Linked DNA regions of Mus musculus: regions 1, 2, 3 and 4 are each linked to region 5. A link is a contact called in public Hi-C and HiChIP or PLAC-seq data. All regions are on one chromosome and are shown on one strand. Each heading gives the region's core, a stretch centred on a gene start, on an enhancer-like site or on the middle of the called end of the contact. The rest is flanking DNA. Distances are from core to core; before and after follow the strand shown. Region 1 has its middle 69 kb from the start of Gm41335. Region 2 overlaps Gm30159 (a long non-coding RNA gene). Region 3 has its middle 18 kb from the start of Gm30159. Region 4 has its middle 49 kb from the start of Gm30159. Region 5 has its middle 120 kb from the start of 4930449C09Rik.

Region 1 (2,700 bases), core at 6-2,505, 310 kb before region 5:
AAATTTTATACATCTATATAAGGTATTTTGATCATATCTATTCTAGTTTGCCCCTACTGCTTCTTAGCCTCTTACACATCACATTCCCAAACTTAGTGTGTATATATATATATACATATATATCCCCTTGAATTAACATATCAATATAGTATATAGTCCATAATCAAACAGTATGTAGTTCACACAAAAGTAAACACAAAGATCAGTGGACTGCATAGAATATCCAGAAAAAGAACCGTGCAACTACAACCAACTTTTTCTTGTCAGGGAACCAAATGTACATTGGAAAAGACAGCTGCTTCAATAACTACACTGAGAAAATTATACACACTCATACAGAACATTGAAACCTGAGCCTCATATTTCAAGTTATAAAATAAATTCAATATTAAAAATATATTTAAAAAAAACAAAGGTTTAAGTGTAGCTATATGAACTACTAGAAGAAAACAGTCTACAAATACATCAAGACATTGATATAGATGATAATGTACTGGATAAGACCTCAAAAACTAGAAACAAAACAGATGGGGTTAAATCAAGCAGAAATTTCTGCTTAGAAAGGAAACAAACCACAAAGTAAAGAGACTGCTATATCACTGAGCCAACAGTAGTAATCTACCCACCTGACAAAAGAGCTAGCAAGAGTTTGAAGTAGCTGGCCACATGATATATATAATCAAGAAGCAGGGAGAGACAATTCATGCTGCTACTCAGTTGTGGGTTTTTCATTTAGGCAATCCATGAATCTAGACAGACAATGGTGCTGCCCATAACAGATAGCTCATCCCATCTTGGTTAACATAATAGAGATAATCCTCAACATATGTGTCCAAAGGCCCATCAACCAGAGGATCATGTTGAGTTGACAATTGCCACCAACCATGACAAATCAGAATGTGGGAACATTATTTGCCATGTTTGATCATGGTTTACTTTATATACACTGAAGTAATACTCTGTGACCCATTACTTACCATAATAAGATATTATCTGCTCATCAAAACCTTTTGAACATCACTGAAGAAAATAAAGGAAAACAATGGAAGTGTGAAGATACACAGAAAGAAGAACTGGAGATCTGAAAGCTCTGACTTTGAGGCCGGGTTCAGAGTTTGCACATGGATGTATATGTTTCCTAATCTATTGGGTTTGCAAACATGCTCACAAAAGTAACTTGAAACCGTGTGCATCCCTTGTTTGAAAACAGAATGGCAACAGTCCCTTTTCAACTGTACTTCTGATTAAAACTTACAGATATGGCCAACTCCTTTTTGATTTTAGGTACTTCCCTGTTGCTGTCCTTCTGCAGTGAGGCATGTTCTCATGCCAAAGGTGCTTTTACTAGTTCCCTTGTAAAACAAACAAACAAAAACCAGAGTGGCCCATGCTCCCAGTTAGTTCCTCTGATGGTCTGTTTCTGATAGAACATGAGAGTGGAGGGTAAACAAACATATCCAAGATTATACAAAGAAACCTATTGCTTCCAATAAGTAATTCAAAATAAACATAAGCAAACCTATGTTGTTTACAAAAGAGAAGCATGACGAGCTAATGTTTTGGTGAGAAAAACTGATAGAATCCTTGTTTGCCCACATAAAGTAACCTGGAGCCTTGATATTCCCATGTGTAAATTGGGAATGATGATAAATAAGCTTTCAGGTGTAGAGGATTAAATAAAATAACCTATCTCCAACATCTGGTACAGCATCTGGCACATTCTTTTTCAAGGGGAACACTCACCCTCCCTGTGTAAGCTGCAGAGAGTGCTAAAGTGGCAGCCCTTGCTTAGCCCACTGGAAGATTTAATGTTGCTTTGCACATGGGACCTAGCCCCAGTAGTCTTCAAGTGAAGTTAGTGCATCTGTCCTCAGAAGGAAAGCTGACATTTTTGACAGAGCCTTAAGTGCAACACTCTCTGGGGTGCTGTAACTGAGACAAGACAGGGCAGGTGGCAGTAATTGCCATCACAATCACTCAGGGACTGGGTATAACATGGATTACAATGGAATTCCTTTTAGTAAAGATATTTCTATGAGTGTTGGCTGCTTCAAAATCCTTTGGTAATTATTTCTATCATCAATTACACAGCTGAAGGTTGAAAGGGGAAGCTGTATGTTCTTGGGAAGAAGCAGATTTTATTTCCAAGGAGAAGATTATAGTATGAGCAGCTACTAGCTTACCATGATTGTTGTACTGCTCACACTTACAAAACAGTGCTCAAGTTCCCCAAAGTATGTCTACCTCCATTCCCAACAGACATCACCTCTCTAGGTTCCTTGTACATGGTACCTAATCACATTTCATGATTTGAATCTTTGATACACTTTAATTTAAGAAAAAGTAATCAGGATCATAAGTTCCTATCTCATACAATACTATTAATATTTAATAGGCAGAAATGTGTGAAAAAATAATAGAAACATTTAATAATAATTAAAAAAAAAACACTGTAGGGAGAAACCCAGAACCATTGGGGACACAAGCCTAAAAGCTACAGCTTATTTTTTCTACTGTAACTGAATCTCACCTTTCTTATGCACATAATGTGACTTGTACCTATTATTTGAAGTTAAAAATGATAGTTAAGAGAAATATATGGGAAAAGCAGCAGATTGTGGCAAAAAAAATATACATAATTTGGTGAGGTCATTTAAAATAGGCCTGCTCATTATTTTGATATCAGTGTCTTACTTACAA
Region 2 (2,700 bases), core at 60-2,559, 480 kb before region 5:
GATGGGAACTCAGTAAACCTTTCCTTGCTTACCTAATTTTGGATCCCTGGCACCCATATAACAATAAAAGTTGTATGTGGCTGTGTGTGCATCTAATTCCAATGCTTGGAAGGTAGAGACAGGAAAACCCCTGTGGCATACTGGTCAGCCCGTCTAACCAAGTAGAGACCTTCAAGTTTAATGAGAGAGCATGTCTCTAAAACAAGAAGATGTAAACCTCAAATTCTCATTCACAGTTCTGCATCTCATGATCAGTATTTGGCATCAGCTGGATAAATAAAATGATCAGAATTTGTGACTTGAGGATGATGTAGTTAAGTCAGAAGACAGTTTTTGCTGTCTATAACTTGCTTTGGAAAATAATTTAGGCTGTTATTAAGTTGGGAGTATAAATCTGGGAATGAACTTTCTTTTGTAAGTGCAAGACAAAGCAACCCAACAAAAGGAAAAGAGCCCTAAGAGTGGGAAAAAGAATGTAAGGCCCACTTCCACTTGTTCATTACGTTCATTACATAGAGATCTTATAACCACCTACTCCTACTTCCCATTGCCTTTGGATTTTTGTACTGGTCATTACCATTTTTATACCATGGTATAAATTTGCCTTAAATAGTCATTAGTAAATCAAATATTTTGGAGGAAACTATATTTTTAACTCAAATCTTTGCTACTTCAACTAACCCTTCATTCCATCTTGAAGATGCAAATTTCTATCTGTATTCTTCTCCTCTGGCAGAAATATTTTCATTCTTTCTATAATACAGGTTTTCTGGGGACAAACTCCTGTAGTTTCTGTTTACTTAATGTTGCTTTCTTCAAGTTTCCTGGTTCTAGATGAGCAATATTCCTTCACACAAATTATAGTTTTTCTATATGCCATGTTTTGTAAAGCCTCATTTTTTCTCTTTGCATACTTTCCAGTACTTCTGTCTATATGGAGATGATGTAACCAGATATGAGCAGCCCATGATGACCAGGTGGAAAGTAAAAAGTCGTTTAACTCATAAACTAAAAGCAGACGTAAGTTCTTGGGTGGGAGGGAAAAGGCAGAAGTTGAGTTTGCTTCCCTGGCGATATAGACCCCCTGACAGTGTGTGAAGCAATACTTCCCACTCTTATGGGAAAGGAGATCTGTCCACATGGGGTAGCGACTTTGATTTCCAGCTTGTTTGTTGTTGTTCGCTATCTGTGCCAAATAATTGTATCACTGATATAAACCTTTAACCTTGGATCTCATTCTAGATCTAACCTCTATTCATGTGGACAAGCCTCACTATCCCATTACTCCAAGACCAGGAATTCCTACAGGCACATCTGGGTGTTTCTAAGAGCTCTCTGGTAAGTGTTCTTCCCTTCCTGCACTCCCATGAATCCAAATCTACAGAAGACTCAAGAGGAAAAAAAAAAAAAAAAAAGAACCCCTTGTGTCTTCTTGGCTCTTCTTACAAATATACTTTGCTGCACTGGGATTCTTAGCAAATGAAAGAAAGTGGAGATTTTCATCTTCAAGCCAAATATGAAATTAAGTCCCCTTTTGCTGCACTTCCAGATGATACTGTTATTGAAATTAAAGGGTCTGTCAGACGAAGCCTTCCCAGATGCACTTGTGGGTTTTTTCTCCCCTCAGTGAAGTACAGTCTGTCCCTACATTTTATTTTTTAAAATCGCTAAAGATGTGCTCCTCTTGTAAACAGACTCTGTAGCCTTAGTAACAGGAATCACAGTGACCCAGACAGTGATGAGCTTGGAGCATGGGATCTTTGTAATCAGGAGGGAATCTATACTTTTGTTTTGTTCTGTTTTTGTTCTTCTCTCTTTGTTTATTCTGTTTTGCTTTTGGTTAGGGTTGATTTATACAAGAACTTTGGGTTCACTTTAGAAAAACATGGATTAGTAGAACTATGAATTATTCTTGATAGGTAAAAATCAGATGAGATAAAAGTGTAGAGGTTTTCCTCATTTATGAGCTCCTCTCATTTTCTGATGTAACTGAAACTCAGGAAGCTAGGATGAGTAGGCCAAGTGTTGGGGAGTGGAAATTCAAAAAGGGGTTGTTTGTTGAGGATTTGATAACAGCCAAGAACTTCATAGAAACTATAACTTAATCCAAATGACTTTAGGGATAGTTAGATTTGTATTTGCTTTATAAATGAAATTAGGGCTCAGAGATGCTATGGTCACCATACTTGCACAGACTGCACATATTTAGAGCCTGAAAAGTGTTTATGATGTGGAGGGCAAGTCACATGCAAATCTCTGTCACTTGAAAGCTCCTAATTTGGTTTAGGTTTTTAATTGGCTCCGATTGTCTGAGAGATCTGAAGTGGGAAAATGAATACATGTGTTTAAGGACTATGATTTCAGCAATTAGTACAGTGTTTACATTTAATAGCTATTTATAAACATTTCATGAAACTATGCTTTAGATTATTGGAGTTTTATTATAATAACCCAGTCATGCCAATAAATATGATTCTTATAGAAAGAAGAGATCACTGTTTGTATATATTCTGCCCTCAAGGAAAATAGAAGACATCCTGCATCAAGTTAAGTTATTAGACAGGGAAAATAAGTGAAGTCTCAGCAACTATAACAAACTTGGGCCATAGTCAAGTTGAAAGCAGACATGAATGGGTGGAAGATCATCCAGTTAATGCCAAAGATGAACAGGAAGAATATGCTCATGCCGTTATAAACATT
Region 3 (2,700 bases), core at 6-2,505, 440 kb before region 5:
TATTAAAAACAATGAATTTATGAAATTCTTAGGCACATGGATGGAATTAGAAGATATCATCCTGAGTGAGGTAACTAAGTTACAAAAGAACACACATGGTATGCACTCACTGAATAAATGGATATTACCCCAAAATCTCAGAATACCCAAGATATAATTCACAGACTACATGAAGCTCAAGAAGAAGGAAGACCAAAGTGTGGAAGCTTCAATCCTTCTTAGAAGGGGTAACAAAATACTCATAGGAGCAAATATGGAGACAAAGTTTGGAGCAGAGATTAAAGGAAAGCCATCCGGAGACTCCCCAACCTGGGCATCCATCCCATATACAAACACCAAACTGAAACACTGTTGCAGATGCCAAGAAGTGCTTGATGACAGGAGCCTGACATAGCTGTCTCCTGAGAAGCTCTACCAGAGCCGGACAAATACAGAAGCAGATGCGCACAGACAACCATTGGACTGAGCATGGGATTCCCAAGGAAGGAGTTAGAGAAAGAACTGAAGGAACTGAAGGAGTTTGCAACCCCATAGGAAGAGCAATAATATCAACCTACCAGACTCCCCCCACCCCCATCCCCAGAGCTCCCAGGGACTAAACCACCAACCAAAGAGTACACATGGAGGAACCCATGGCTCCAGCTGCATATGTAGCAGAGGATGGCCTTGTTAGACATCAAGGGGAGGAGAGACCCTTGGTCCTGTGAAAGTTTGATGCCCCAGTGTATGCCATGGCAGGGAGGCAGGAGTGGGTGGGTGGGGAAGCACCTTCATAGAAGCAGGGGGAGGGAGGATGGGATAAGGGGTTTCTGGAGGGGAAACTGGGAAAGTGAATAACCTTTGAAATGCAAATAAATAAAATATCCAATAAAAAAAAAGGAGAGAGGGAAAGAGGGAGAGGGGAAGAGGATAGGGAAGGAGGGGGAAAGGGAGGGATCAATTCTCTCTTTCAGATATGTCTGTATTTCTCAAAAAGTGCAAAACAAAGGTTCTTATTGCTATCCATCAGAGACCCATCATCCTTACTCTGAGGACAGAGCATCCTTGAGCTCCAGATAACTGGGGTTGCAGAGCAAAGACACTTTATGCTCAAGGCTTACAGATAAGGTTTTGAGCCTCAGCAATGACACTGCTGCTCTCTACATGTGACAGCTATACAAGTATTTTTAGCTTTGCTCCAGAAAGGATGAGCATCAGCTCTGGAGTCACATGTCTTTTGCTACCACAAGCCAGGCTGTCATCTTCAGCGAAATGCTTTGCCTAAAACCTTCTCTCTTCACATCTGTGCAACTAGGAGAGTATGAGCACCTCACTCACTGGCTCTTGGCGAGGGTTAAAGAAGAGAATGGTTTATGAAGCACATTTCTTCTTGCCTGGCACTTGCTAAGTGCTAACTAAATGGTTGCAATTATAATTATTCATGTATTCATTCAAAAACTATGTATTAATCATCTTCTCTGTGCCAGGCATTGCTAGGCAATGTGAGAATACAAAGATGAATAAATGAGGAGTCCCTCTCCTCAAAACTCTCCCTGCATTATGTCCATATGTAACCTTTGCATTTATTCATGTATGTAAATCCTCGTCTGTGTGTGTGTGTGTGTGTGCCTGTGTACTCTGTACATTGGGAGTGCCCATGGCATGAATTCTGCACTCTGTGCAAATTGCAGTGAACAAAGTCCCGCTTTGAAACACAAGAGAAGGGTGGGGGCTGCTGATGTAGCCATCCATCTTTCTCCTCTTCAGAGGTGGGTGGCTGTTTGCTCTGGGAACACTGACGATATGACCATTAAATCATTTCAGAATGGTGGAGCTGGGAGGTCCTAGCAAGGCCTTCCCTCACACCCACCCTGTTCTGGCACAAAGAAGGGTGTTATACCTCATACACAGAAACAGGCAGGCCACAGGAAAAGGGCTCTTTGTGCCAAGTAGTTTTGCCCAGTCCTCCTCCAAGTGGGGAATCAAGAAACGATCCATCAGCCTGGTTGTCTGGGAGTACCGAACTCCTCGAAACAGACCTATTAGCTGAAAGGATAAATATTTACTCTGAGTTCATCTGAATAACCCAGAAAGGGAACTCTGGTTTTTGTCAGTAATAAAAACACTCCCACCTAAGTCTGGAATTAGAGCTTTTTGTCTTTAAATCTTCCCTGCCTAGAATCACTCAGACTTCCTGTGAAAAACTAGATCAGGATTTCCTCATGTCCTCCAGAGCAGCTGGGGTTGGGGGTGGTGGTGGTTGGGGGGGGCACAAAGGCAGGCAGGGGTCATTCTACATGGGGGGTATTTTCTTTTACTGCACAAGTATGTGTGGCCTCTGTTTGCCTCTTAGTACACAGGTAACTGAAATCTTTGCCCTCGGGAGAGAAGGTGCAGACCGTTCTCTTAAAACACTCCAAATGGTGAAACAAGAGATTTTAGATAAACAGTTTTCAGAGGACCCCATTTCCTGAGCTATGCTTTGATCACATGATGACACCAGCAGCAAAAACACTGTTGTTATCCTTCCAAGGAAGATGTTCCAGAAAGAACTATTGTCTGGCTCAGAAAGGGGAGGATTTGATGCCATGGGGGAGGAGGGGAGAGCCATGGAGGAGGCTTGAGTAGAAGGATGGAGGAGGTGGGACATGCATCCCACACCAGACAAGTCCAGGGTGTTTGCCACAAGCTCCAGCCCCACTTCCCCCTCTTATGTCCCCT
Region 4 (2,700 bases), core at 5-2,504, 410 kb before region 5:
AGAGAGAACGTGGCAAATTATAATTTGGGATTATTGATGGAGAAATAGATTCTAATAGATTTCAAGGTAGATACCTACCCAAATCAAGTGCTGATTAAGGCTTATAAGTAAATATAAAGACTGTGTATCTTTTATCTGGGAATTAAGTGATCAAAGGCTGGATAGAAAACTCCATTTGAGATTAAATGATTTCTATAACACAGTAGCAATTTGTTTTAGATTCCTTAAGATGTGATTGACTCACCTGCATTCAGAAGCTCACAACCCAATGAAGAACATACAGATAATTACATAAAATATGCACTTAGTTAAGCAATTATGATAAAATGTGGTGGGCATTAATGGAGGAGCTGAGACATCACAATTAGTTGTTGAGTACTTTGCTCAAGGGAGCCAGAGAAGATTCATCAAACTGAAGACAAGTTAAAGGTAAGAAAGGAATCTGGCAAATATCCACTTAATGAGAAACCAGAAGCCGTGTGCTGGCATCACAGAGAAGTCTACTTCTATGGAAGACATATCACAAAAAATAATAATAAATAAGATAGAAAGTGATCAAGGAAGAGACTCAGTGTTGGTTTCTGCACCACACCTATAAAGTCATGGACACAGACACAGACATACAGACACAGATGCATAAACAAACACACAGACACAAAGACACACAGATACAGACACACAGAGAGACATAGACACCCAGACACAGACACCCAGATACACACACAGACATACAGACACATAGACACAGAAATAGATATACATACACAAACAAACAAACACACACACACCTACACAGACAGAGACACATACACACAAACACACACAGACACACATATATACATATACACATTCAGACATACCGACACTCACACAGACACACACACAGTCACACACACACACACACACACACACACAGACAAATACACAGATACAGAGACAGACACACACACACAGACATACAGACCCAGACATACACACAGACACATATACAGACACACACACACAAACATACAGACACATATACACATAGACACATGCATGTACACAGACAGACAGGCAGACAGGCAGACACACACACACACACTATTACCACTATGTGAATGAGGTTTGTTTTGGGTAAGATGCTCAGATTTGCATCTTATTTTCCCTGTTTCCCAGAAGGGAAACTTGACCTGACTCTTTTTACTCTAGCCATAGGGAAAGTCCGGAGGCAGCCAAGTTTATGCTGGACTGGAAATGAAATGTCAAATGTCAAGAGTCTACTTCCTGCTTGCTGTTTAATCATTAGACATAATTTTTGTCATGTGGAAAATGAGTTCATTATAATCAGACTGGAAATTCATGTACCTGAAAATCTTTAGAAGGGAACTCAGAGGGAAGAAACACTACTGGATAGCAGATACAAAACAATTCTTATCAGTTCAAATCTGTTTTACATTTCATTCCAGACTCTGTGAGTTAGCACCACAACAATGAACCTTTGTAAATTAATGAGGGTAACAGCAGGGAAAGAATCAATCAGCCACTCTTGTTCCTGAACCTTCCCCTTGGTAACAACCTAAAGTGAACCTTGGAGTCAAGACCTCAGACTAATAGCCTGCTTTTTTACCCTTTGAACAGAACAATTAAATAATCACATTCCTCTCAGCCCATTTCCTGAATGTATTAATTAGATTAAAGCACAACTTGTCAGCCTCTCCTGAGAGGAAAGGGTTTCTTGGATCTGGTTTCTCTTGCCCTCCAGCTTCCAATAAGCATGGACAGCTTTCAAGTAGGGGGGTCGGGGGGGGGGGGGAGGCTGGTACCTGGACAAGCAAACTGCTATTCTGTGCAGTTGCTATTCTTTCTCCTGGACTAGCTCACTCATTCCTTTCATCCTAACTCATCTACTATGGCATGTACATGTTTTGATTAGAATCCATTCTCCTAGAAGTTTATTTCTCTGAAAATACAGAAGCCATTTGGTAGCTCTGTGAGGCTGAATCTTGCCATCTCATCCATCTACACACCTGTCCACCCATCCATTTGCCCATCTATCCATCCATCCACCCACAACTTAAGACAGTGGTTCTGCAAGATCCTATCTGTGTGAGCAGATGCAAATTACTTAATCTTTCTGTATTTCTGCTTCTTTGTCTCCAAAATGGTGAAAGAAACAAGCTATACCTGTGTGGTTTCTGTGAGAGATCTTGAATTCATTGCTATGAAATGCTTCAACTACAATCTGGTAGGCATTTCCCAGTCCTAGGATTATAGGATTTCAAATATCAACATGGCTCTATTTCTGCCACAAAATGTTAAAACACCAAGCCAAAATGCTCACACACTAGATTAAATGAAGTGAGAGAGGCATGTGGCACCCTAAAAGTGCAGAAGGTGAAGAACTGGAGCCAGGCTCGGTACTGCCTGCCAAGACTTCTGCAAAAGCCTCTTGTCTGTGGAGGCCTCACCCTTCATTCAGCTAAGTGGCAAGTTCTGGAATTTCAACTTAAAATAGCAGTATCTACTACTGTACAATTCTGGTTTTTTCATTTTTTTCTGTCTATTACGTAACCTTACAATGCATCCATTAGTTAGCAATACACTCTATATTTTCCCTTTCATTTGATTATCGCAACTGTTTACAAGACCACCATAGACACTGCCGGAACAGGTTTCAGATACCGTTTTTGTTAGTTTGTTTGTTTGTTTGCTTGCTTG
Region 5 (2,700 bases), core at 20-2,519:
GAATATATATTTGATGGATATGTAGAAGAAATTTTAGGGAACAATTTACAAATCCTGCTTATCAAATGGCCCAAGCATTGGTATCTTTATTCCATACATAAAATAAAATGTATAACAAAATAAACAATTTCATAAGAGAAAAAAGTAATACAATTTTCAAATAGAAGGGCTGGAGAAATGGCTCAATGAGTAAAATGCTTGCTGCATATACAGGAGGACCTGAGCTCAGAATTCCAGAATCCTTGAAGCAAAAGAAAGAATTAGATAAAATATCAAGGAAAAGCATAGACTGAAACAAAAAGAAAGTAAGATATATATTGTAAACTAATGTTCTGAAGATGCACATTGTCAGAATGGATTTAAAATATGTAAAAGGGTATAAGGAATATTTTAAGAGAAATTAAGGTTAAATAGATCTAAATGGATATGAATGTATATTGAATGGTATAAATATAAGATTGATGGGTTTCCCCAGTTACTTTTCTCCAGAAAGGACGAGCCAACTCTCAACTATGTGGGAGAGAGAAAGAGAGTAGTAGTCTGCTTCTGGAGAAATTGCAGACAAGCATTTCGCAAGCCAGAAAGCATCTATAATGTCTGCCGTGGACTGTGTCTTGTGAACCAGACTCTCTGGAAGCTGAGACAGAATTCCATTGACACATAAAACCCCATTCTGTTAAAACTTTCAGGCTCTGGTCCTCACTGCTCAGACTAGTGCAGCCCCACTGACTCAAGCTGACTATCCCCTCCATATTATCTCACATGTTAAAAAAAATTAATTAAGATGATCATAGTCCCCCTTGATTTTTTTTTTTTTGACCTTTGCTCTTCTTGAGTAAAACACTAAGAAGACAGAAATTGTCTGGGGCAAGAGACTTACACCTTTGTGAGTGTGGCATAGCAAGCCAGCTGTGCAGAAATAGCTGTTTGATCACGTACATGAATGTGACTGCTAGAGGAAAAATAGTTCCACCAGTTATTTTGTAGGCTGTGGTGAGATTTAACTGAGAAAGTCCATATGAGGCTGTCATCAATGTCTTTCATCCAATCTGTCTCTTACCAGATATCTCTATCAGGGAGGTGGGAGATTTATAGAGCCACACCCATCATCTCCCTGCAAAGGAAGGAATCCAACCTGCATACCTAAAATTTGCAGAGCCTTGAAGCCATTCTGAAGATTGTGCGTTGGATGAAACTGGATTCCCAATAAAGGACTCTGTGACAGGGTATTGCCCAGCCTGAGGCACTGACTACTCCAAAGTTGGACTGAGCTTGCCATCTAGAGGACACCAGGGGACAGACAGTCCCTACAGGGTCTTCGGTAGACAAGACCTTGGCACCTTAAGACAGACAAAGCTCCCTCTCTAAAGGACATTCGTTGAGGGTTTGACTGTCCAAGCATCATAGGGGCAGAGAAAAATACAGCCTCTGCCCTTGGTGCTCTAACGTGAAAATGAGACTCGCTTTCTAGAAGGATGGAGAAATTTCCTCTCGCAGATGTGTCCACTAATAAATCACAATGCCAGCTAAGGTTTCTCTCTGAATTAGATCTCAGTTTTCTTGACACTCAAGCTGAGGTGGACATCAGAAGTCCTCACTGCTTCATCTTGTCACTAAAGGGTAACGCCAGCCAGCTGAGGCCACACAGCTAGAAAGTAGCAGAGACAGACTTTGTGGAGTAATACTGGAAGTACCTGTATCAAGAGACTGACCTGTGCCTGAAGCAGCCAGATGCCATGGACCTTGTGGGAAGAAAACAGAGCAAGCAGAGACTCTGGGCTGTTGGTATTTCAAGGGCAGATTTTTATAAGTCAGACGTATTCATATCTTGTTGAGGCCCTAATTTGCCAGTGATGGAAGAAATGAGGAACTTTGGCCTCTGGCCTAGATTCACATAACTCTTCTCACCCTATAAATCCAGTGAGGCTGGAGAAAGTTTTTCTGACTGTATATACGCTTACAGTCTAAGAATCCTTTACCTTTTGAAAGGTGCCAATGTGGCTACATACAATTCAGGGCATTTAAACTAAAAAAGAAAATCTCTTTTCCAGAAGCAAGTCTGTAGGCCAGAATCCTAAACATTTCACCAATGTATAGCCTGTCCATATTCATGCTATCACTTACCATTGCATTCACAGTTAGTTTACACTTGTATGCACAGTCAGTTAGCAAGTGTGAATTCTGAATGAGCTGTGGTTAGGCATCAAGGAGACAGTGATGCCATGATATTCACAGCCACTGTCCTCATGCATCTTACATAGTTAGGAGACTATGAGAAATGCCCCAAAATGGCACCCCTGAGTAGACATTGAGGATTAAGTAATAACAAACTGAAAGTGAATTTGCAGTTGCCTTTCTACTCATTCTCTGTGTGGTCACTGCACCTTTGGTACCCTTTTCTTAGAGCTTCCCTCACTCAATGTATTCTTTTCCATCTTTTTTTAAATTTTGTTAAGTTTTGATATAAAAAAAAAAAACCTATCTATACACATGGACTTTCTGCTTCTGGAGGCCAGCGAAAAATTCTATCTATCTCATAATCTCCCACATTTTCTAGAGCCAAGAATCAAGATAGTAGATTTGGGTTGAAATTTTGGATAAATCAAAGGGTCAAATGTTTCATCAATCTGCCAGTCAATTTTAAGTATTACTGACAAAAGCATATCCATGAAGTCTTTCATTTGTAATGTGTGAGACTCT

What was found. Hi-C and Micro-C count contacts between places; a contact is called where the count stands out from the background. HiChIP or PLAC-seq counts read pairs in DNA pulled down with a chosen protein or histone mark.
Region 1: an H3K27ac HiChIP or PLAC-seq map of T-cell acute lymphoblastic leukemia shows a contact between it and region 5, with 4 times the contacts expected there. The contact joins two enhancer-like sites. A contact is called at or near these places in 2 of 15 datasets of contacts at CTCF or cohesin (large pre-B cells and pro-B cells), 2 of 484 Hi-C or Micro-C datasets (the G1E-ER4 cell line and Sertoli cells) and 4 of 115 datasets of contacts at active chromatin or transcription factors (the SCID.adh cell line, T-cell acute lymphoblastic leukemia, acute myeloid leukemia and 1 more).
Region 2: a contact with region 5 is called in a Hi-C map of uterus, with 2.6 times the contacts expected there. The contact joins two enhancer-like sites. A contact is called at or near these places in 4 of 484 Hi-C or Micro-C datasets (the N1E-115 cell line, embryonic fibroblasts and uterus) and 1 of 115 datasets of contacts at active chromatin or transcription factors (T-cell acute lymphoblastic leukemia).
Region 3: a Hi-C map of uterus shows a contact between it and region 5, with 5 times the contacts expected there. The contact joins two enhancer-like sites. A contact is called at or near these places in 2 of 15 datasets of contacts at CTCF or cohesin (the NIH/3T3 cell line and large pre-B cells), 7 of 484 Hi-C or Micro-C datasets (nephron progenitors and uterus) and 1 of 115 datasets of contacts at active chromatin or transcription factors (bone marrow-derived macrophages).
Region 4: a contact with region 5 is called in a Hi-C map of the N1E-115 cell line, with 6 times the contacts expected there. The contact joins two enhancer-like sites. A contact is called at or near these places in 1 of 15 datasets of contacts at CTCF or cohesin (pro-B cells), 2 of 484 Hi-C or Micro-C datasets (the N1E-115 cell line and adipose-derived mesenchymal stem cells) and 1 of 115 datasets of contacts at active chromatin or transcription factors (acute myeloid leukemia).

Annotation. Positions count from the first base shown.
Region 1 is chr15:63,286,801-63,289,500 of GRCm38.p6, forward strand. No RefSeq gene overlaps it. Among named protein-coding and RNA genes, the nearest start is that of Gm41335, 69 kb to the right of the region's middle. Within about 2 kb of position 1,256, at least 11 of the 459 cell types and tissues checked have an H3K27ac peak or open chromatin away from gene starts, as enhancers often do. A contact at or near this core is called in the G1E-ER4 cell line, the SCID.adh cell line and T-cell acute lymphoblastic leukemia, where this site is marked.
Region 2 is chr15:63,120,137-63,122,836 of GRCm38.p6, forward strand. The region is part of intron 3 of Gm30159 (a long non-coding RNA gene); the gene reads right to left. Among named protein-coding and RNA genes, the nearest start is that of Gm30159, 24 kb to the right of the region's middle. Within about 2 kb of position 1,310, at least 3 of the 459 cell types and tissues checked have an H3K27ac peak or open chromatin away from gene starts, as enhancers often do. A contact at or near this core is called in uterus, where this site is marked.
Region 3 is chr15:63,161,791-63,164,490 of GRCm38.p6, forward strand. No RefSeq gene overlaps it. Among named protein-coding and RNA genes, the nearest start is that of Gm30159, 18 kb to the left of the region's middle. Within about 2 kb of position 1,256, at least 37 of the 459 cell types and tissues checked have an H3K27ac peak or open chromatin away from gene starts, as enhancers often do. A contact at or near this core is called in uterus, where this site is marked.
Region 4 is chr15:63,192,822-63,195,521 of GRCm38.p6, forward strand. No RefSeq gene overlaps it. Among named protein-coding and RNA genes, the nearest start is that of Gm30159, 49 kb to the left of the region's middle. RefSeq lists an enhancer at 1,116-1,967. Within about 2 kb of position 1,255, at least 20 of the 459 cell types and tissues checked have an H3K27ac peak or open chromatin away from gene starts, as enhancers often do. A contact at or near this core is called in the N1E-115 cell line, where this site is marked.
Region 5 is chr15:63,600,477-63,603,176 of GRCm38.p6, forward strand. No RefSeq gene overlaps it. Among named protein-coding and RNA genes, the nearest start is that of 4930449C09Rik, 120 kb to the right of the region's middle. Within about 2 kb of position 1,270, at least 38 of the 459 cell types and tissues checked have an H3K27ac peak or open chromatin away from gene starts, as enhancers often do. A contact at or near this core is called in the G1E-ER4 cell line, the N1E-115 cell line, the SCID.adh cell line and 2 more, where this site is marked.